Linked DNA regions of Zea mays: region 2 is linked to region 1. The links are chromatin contacts, called in public Hi-C maps. All regions are on one chromosome and are shown on one strand. Each heading gives the region's core, a stretch centred on a gene start, on an enhancer-like site or on the middle of the called end of the contact. The rest is flanking DNA. Distances are from core to core; before and after follow the strand shown.

Region 1 (3,612 bases), core at 553-3,052:
AAGTCTATTTCTCGTTTTTACCTGATGCATTAGGAGTAGTTCTAGTTTAACCTTCTTTTACCTCAAATCTTCATCTCTCTTCGGCTCTACGTCGACTAGAGACGTCTTGGGTGGCCCGCCGACGCCAAGACACACCCTACAATCTCTCCTCCCGATGGGGTCCCTCCCGAGATGCAAGATCTAGGTCTGCTGCGAAGAAGACTCTCTGCGCCATCGCGGACCGTCCGGACGTACGCAGAGGAGGAGTCGCTCCTGTGCCAGGTCGTGGACCGTCCGGTCCTATACTGCGGACCGTTCGCGCCTCTGCAGAGAGCACCACCAGATGGTCCTTTCTAGTGTTTGGCGCCCAGATCGGCGCCAACACAATCGACAGTGATATATTATTGCTGATTCGTGGCCTGAGTCCTCACCGTTGATTTTTTAGAACCTTACGTCATTTTTATATTTCTAAATTAAAAACCACCATTGATGGGTCAACAATTTATAGTGAAGTGGGTAGCAATCATGTGCTTACACTATTACATGCATTGCACCATCTGAACACTATGTGGATAAATTTATACCTCATAGCTACTCAAAATTGATTGTTCTATCTAACACAACAATTTTTATATACTTTATATGATTTCGTCATACATTCAGTGATTTTTAATATGTACTTTGCTAAAACCTTATCCGGAGTTATATCAACCCTTGCTACATCTTTTTGAGACATTACAAATCTATATTTAGTGAATCTCAATTTCTAATTCTAAGTGAATGTCATATTTTTCATCCACACATTAAATTTAGACTTTGCTTCTTATTATATATTCTATTAAAAATGTCAACTATATTTTGTTAAAATAGATTCTAGACCGTACCATACATTATATTCTTTGATATTACAGTGACATGACAATAGTTTCAATCTACACCGCAACACTTAAAATGTTGAATTATCTTCTATCCAAGAATCATATGTATAACGGCACTGTTTTATAAAAAATGGAGTTCTCACAGTTGGGTTCCAATTTTGGTATGCCAAGGTGTATACAAAGTAATAACTTACAGAAAATATTATGGTAGAGTTTGGTTTGTTAATGAAACAATTTCTCACCACCAATAAACTCTAAATGTATATATTAACCGTTAATATATATAATGTATACTTGTACTTTATGGCACCTGGCATTTATGTTTATTTTCAATTGAATATTGGTAGAACTCGGTAGTTTTGAAATATATATACTGTATTTTTTTCATTGTTTATTTTTAAGACAAACTGTAGCTATCAATTTAAGGACCTATTTTTTTGAAAAAAACTAAATTACTGGATCTAAAATTTTAGGTGATCTGATAACCCACACCCAAATATTTTCTCCATCCAGGAAAGAATGGAAGTCTCGTTTCCCAAGGAGTCAAAACATTCTAAATCTTCATAGGATTGCATAAGATAATATCTTCCACTATGTTTGTCATAAAAAACATTTGACGACTAATGTATTATTTTTTCTGAAGATCATATATATTAATAGTTTCTGTATATATTTAATCAAATTGGAGATTGTTTTTGGGGAAATATGGATCTGTTACTAGTTTACTACTAAAATATTATAACTTTAGATATATACCATTACTATCTTACTTATATGTGGGATTCACATGTGTCAATGACATGTAGAGTCTATGATTTATATCTAAAGTTATAATATTTTAATGGTATATATCTAATTATTCCTTGTTTTTGAGATTTTCCTCCTTTTGGGAGACGACAATCCGCAGAATACAAAACACACGTGCAGACAATGGGCCGAAACGTGCCATGAGTGCTCGGGCTTTAAGGAAGAGTCTCCATGCTATTGAGCTGCTAATCCTCGCTCTGTTTCGGGCCGTATGCCCCAGTCCGGACTCCGGAGTTCCCACACCAGCCCGCGGGCTCGATATTTGCTTTCGCAATTTCCTCTCGTCGCTCGCCGCTAGGCTCTAGCGCCTGGTCACTCGCAGTCGCAGCGGAGATTTTGGCCCCGTGTGCCGTGTTCGTGTTGCAGCCTGGTTCCGATCAACCGCTTCCTGGCTATCTCGGCGTCCTTCGAGCGCCGCTGCGGGTGCTGGCTCGGCGGGTGCGGCGACATCTGCTCCTGCGCCGAGGGTGTTCGACGGAATGACGCATAATGAGAGAGGTAGCCAGCGGTTCTTCTCTGACTGTACTTTTTTCCCCATTATCGAAATTGATGATTTGATGTGCTATAGTAGTGTCAGTGCTACGTAGGGCTGGACTGGACTGAAAATATGCCCTGCTGCTGCATGTAGAGTACAGTTTTGTGTGCTCCGTGTCTCTGCCATTCCCCTTTTGCAATCTTATTGCCTCTGAATTTCTGCATCATATGACCAGAGTCCCTGTGGTTTATTTTCGTTATGGGAGTTGGGTCCGTTTTTTTTTTCTTTTTGTAGAAGCCTGGTTGAGGTAAACTCTAAGTAAGGCCCCGTTTGGTTTGGAGTAACTAAAGTTTAGTCACTTTTAGTCCCTAAAGAAGCAAACATGGTGACTAAACTTTAGATCTTTAGTCACCTAAACTTTAGATCTTTAGTCACCAAGAGGGTGACTAAAAGGGACTAAATTAGGATTTTTAACTTATTTACTCTCTTCACTTTTTTCTTGCAACAAACATCCACTAATTATTAAGGGTAATACAGTCATTATTCACAGCGATTAATGCTCTTTAGTCCGATTTAGTCACTGAAACCAAACGGGGTACTTTAGCGACTAAAGTTTAGTCTAGTGACTAAAGGAACCAAACAGGCCCTAACTTGTGTTTTGTGGAACGCTGTTTAACGCCATCCTGATTCAGGGTGAGCTCATCTGGAAAATAAGAATATTACTGTTAGCAAAGCACTGAATTGTTTAATCCTTCGGTACTGTTGTTCTGTCATTCCAAATGGTCGTGCCCTAGCCCCTCTGATTTTATGGTTATCTAACAATTCTATTCAGTAAACAAATTCTGCAAGACTGAAAATGGACATGAAAAATGAGGCTATTATGACTGGAGTACTAGTGTTCAGTGTCACAATATAAGTGCTATGCTAAATTCAGCTCGCAAAGGTGTTAAACCTGCAGCTCCATTAGTTTAGCTCCTGATTTATTTTTTCAAATGTTTTTTTTCATTTTCAACCATTTGTACAGATTTTAGTGAAATCCGGTGTATTTTCTCATTTTGATTTATTTTAAACTTGCATTCCTTTTATGACGGGATGTAAATTTGATAGCAGAAGATATGTGAATGAGTATCACAAGGTTGCTACTTGTATTAACTTGCTATTTCTTTCAGCGATGCAATGCAAAAGTTTCTGATTTTCTGAAGGTGGACAAACATGCTGAAACATTCACAGTTCAGTCTGCAGAGAATTTTTTCTGCTCTTAGCGTCAAGCAAATTCCACTTCCTTTTTGTAAGTACAAATCCCACTTTGTGAAGTTTGCCTAAAAGTAAAACTGAGAGAGTTTGGGGCAGCTGCCTTGCTTGGATGGGCATTTGGTTTAACCATCAATCTATAAAACAGTGTGCCTGTTCTCTTATTGCTGTACTCTCCGGAATTCATTTTGGTGCTCGTTCTTTTTGTAACAAGCTAAACAA
Region 2 (3,427 bases), core at 827-3,326, 180 kb before region 1:
ACCATACAAATCGTGGCATATATCGAAGTCTGCATGATACTGATGGTTGCAATGTAGTGGTGAAACAACTAGATTAAAATAACAAAATTTATGTATGGCTAGAATCACAAATTGATTATGAAATATTTTCTCATAACAATATAACACACATTTTGTATATAAGTTATCGTAGTATACTGGTATTATATATTCCCGTTGCAACGCACGGTCAATTAGCTAGTTGACCATCTAAGTTAGAAACACATGGTAAGAAAGAAAGAATTGTAGGCAAGGCGAGTAATTACAAGACATGTTACTTTGGGAGATTTATTAGCTAAGTGTGTCACCTACTAAAGCTAATACATTACCTTATGGTGGTACATGCTAAAATGTCCTGCTATACTGATTTAATCAATAAAAAACTATCTATCCTCAACTTCTTTCTTGTTTTCTGGGTCATCTTATTTTCAATTATTTGATCAATTTTTAACGACCAACATGTGGAGCCTTCTCGTGTGTCGTGGTCGGTGTCCTAATCCAACAATTTGTGAACTGCTCATATAATGTTGTTTAACTTAGCTTTTGGTTGGCCATGGTTTCATTGTTGATCGTTGTTGTCCCTTTGCTCTATGTTGCACTCTAGCACTATCGCAACCAATAGAGCTGGAGCTATAATCGGCCACTACGTTGAGGTGGGATTGTTTGCTCCCAACGCCAAGTCGAAGCCACCATGCCGCACACATCACTTTGGTTGAATACGAAGAACGTGCCACATGCGCTCCAGCTTGAATTTAGTTTCGCTAGACCAACTGTGAAAGCTATCTTTTGTTGCTTGGAGCATCTAGGTGTCATCTGATCCGCTTAACCAGGCAATAGACAAGTGGTTGTAGATGTCGTTGAATATGTGACCTTTCGGTTGCTTGTGTACCATTGATCCTTAAGTTGCTTGGTGGCGGAGTAGCTTGAATTCATTATCCCTGCTACTTATTCTCGTAGCGAGGAAGCTCGGTGGTACATGCTAAAATGCCCTGCTATACTGATTCAATCAATCAAAAAAACTATCTGTCCTCAATTTTTTTCTTGTTTTTTGGGTCATCTTATTTTGAATTATTTGGTCAATTTTTAACGGCCAATATGTGGAGCCTTCTCGTGTTGTGGTCGGTGTTCTAATCCAACAATTTGTGAACTGCTCATATAATTTTGTTTAACTTAGCTTTTGGTTGGCCATGCATGGTTTCGTTGTTGATCATTGTTGTACCTTTGCCCCGTGTTGCACTGTAGCACTATCGCGACCAATAGGGTTGGTGGTTCGATACTATCAGGCGATACGGAGCTATAATTGGCCACCACGTTGAGGTGGGATTGTTTGCTCCCAGCGCCGAAGTCGCAGCCACCATGTTGCACTTGCACACATCACTTTAGTTGAATACTAAGTACGCGCTACATGTGCTCCAGCTTGAATTCAGTTTCGCTAGACCTGTTGTGGAAGCTATCTTTTGTTGCTTGGAGCATCTAGGTGTCATCTGATCCGCTTGACCAGGCAATAGACAAGTGGTTGTAGATGCCGTTGAATATGTGACCTTTCGGTTGCTCGTGTACCATTGATCCTTAAGTTGCTTGGTGGCGGAGTATAGCTTGAATTCATTATCCCGGCTACTTATTCTCATAACGAGGAAACTCGGTAGTGGAGTTTCACGTGGTCGCTATTTAGCCATAAAATGCTAATCTTTTTTTTTTGGTGCCGTTGCCGTTAAAGGGGCCAACGGAGGGCATTATCACAATGAGAATCTTCTTTTTCATGAATAACGATAGCTATTTTTCTCCTATTGCAACGTCTATATCTCTATGGGCATGGTTGCTACTGTAATATATACGAGCATGAGCGTAGTTAGAGCGCGGACGATCAAACAATTCGGCGTGTTAATTTATTCGTCCTAACTAACTAACTATAATAATACTCCGTTGGCTAGTATGGTTGTAGTACAGGCTAATAAGTACTGTAGCAGGGATAATGAATACACCAGCAGTGTGCTAGTGTGACAGATAGCCAGAGCTACTCCGCCATTGGCTCTCGCCGCCGCTGCCTGCTGTGCACTTGTAGGTCATCGTCAGCTAGCAGGCAAAAAAAGTACACGCGCAGATCTGAAGATCATGCCTCTGCCTGCAGACAAAGAAAAGTGTCCCTCTGAAAGATACGGGCTAGCTAGCGAGCTCTGTAGTACGTCCTACAACGACTGTGTGTCCGTTCGTGTCGTCTGGATGCGTTGAGCTGTGGTTGTCGCCTTCTTCATTCGGGGTGGAGAGCCCTGGCTGCAGTCGTCTAGTCCCTCCGTAGAGTCCTAAAATACATTAAGTCCCTGTTTGTTTCCTTTTATTTTAAGGAATTGTAATTTTATTATTGAAATAGCCTATTTTTTAGAATATAACATTCCACCGCTTTCCAAAGTTATTATATAAGTTTATGAGTCTATCTTAAATTTATAAGGTGAGAGATGAAAATTGATTATATAGATTTAAATGCTATTTTTTCGATGTACAATTTATATCACACTATTCTACTTGATTCGTTATAACATTAATGTAGTATATAACTATATCTCATATGATTTAAGATAATATACAAATATATTACATATATAAATATATAAATTTAATTAGATTTGTTTAAATTATAATTATTAAAATAAAATTCAATTCTAACGAAACAAACGGGGTCTAACACAAAAGAAAAAAAAACTACGCATTACAAATTGAGAGTACCAAATATTCTGGAACAAATTTTAAATACTATAAAATTAATATGATTTTAAAAACAGCTAGGCGTTGCGCAGTTTCCAAACATAGAAGGCTGTCTGTCTGTCTGTTTGCAAGGCCCGCACACCGCAGGCCGCAGCCTACTACTAATCATTTGGGCAGCAGGCCTGCTGGCCAGGGATACATAGGCAATCTATCTACTAACTACCGGTGATTGCTGTCAGCTGCAATTCGCGCGCGGGAAAGACGATGAGACGGCTGGTTGCGGCGGTGGATGGCTGGCTCCAGCCTCCACCACTTGTTGTGGGGCTCTCCATTTATACCAGCTAGCTAGAATTAGAACTAGAACTAGAAGCTCATGCATGGTCACAGTAGTAGACAGAGACCATCAACTTATAGTGTGCTTTTAATTCGATGCTTCCAGCCTCAGACTCCATTAATTGTGCACTAGCTAGGTACTAGTGTATTATTTGTAAGCTGTTCATCTTTTCCCTCCCCTTTGAATTCTGATGAACTACTGCAAACTAGACTATCATCACTGATCGTTTGATAGCTCTTCCATTCCATCAACTAGTAGTAGCATCACAATCGATAGTCGATCCGATCCAAGCATATCCATCAGTGTACTACTGTGCACACGCATGATTTGTGTTAGCCCCTGTGTCGATCCATGCATCCATCCAGAGAAAAAAAA

Evidence for each region. A called contact is a pair of places that touch in the nucleus more often than the background predicts.
Region 2: a Hi-C map of leaf shows a contact between it and region 1, with 8 times the contacts expected there. The contact joins the enhancer-like site here to the promoter of LOC103640772 in region 1. A contact is called at or near these places in 2 of 25 Hi-C or Micro-C datasets (ear and leaf).

What each region holds. Positions count from the first base shown.
Region 1 is chr10:5,675,113-5,678,724 of Zm-B73-REFERENCE-NAM-5.0, reverse strand. It overlaps LOC103640772 (pentatricopeptide repeat-containing protein At5g04780, mitochondrial), which reads left to right and starts at 1,802. Exons shown (of 5, transcript XM_020545970.2): 1 at 1,802-2,162; 2 at 3,309-3,427.
Region 2 is chr10:5,859,785-5,863,211 of Zm-B73-REFERENCE-NAM-5.0, reverse strand. No RefSeq gene overlaps it. Among protein-coding and RNA genes, the nearest start is that of LOC113509065, 48 kb to the right of the region's middle. Within about 2 kb of position 2,076, at least 16 of the 20 cell types and tissues checked have an H3K27ac peak or open chromatin away from gene starts, as enhancers often do. A contact at or near this core is called in ear and leaf, where this site is marked.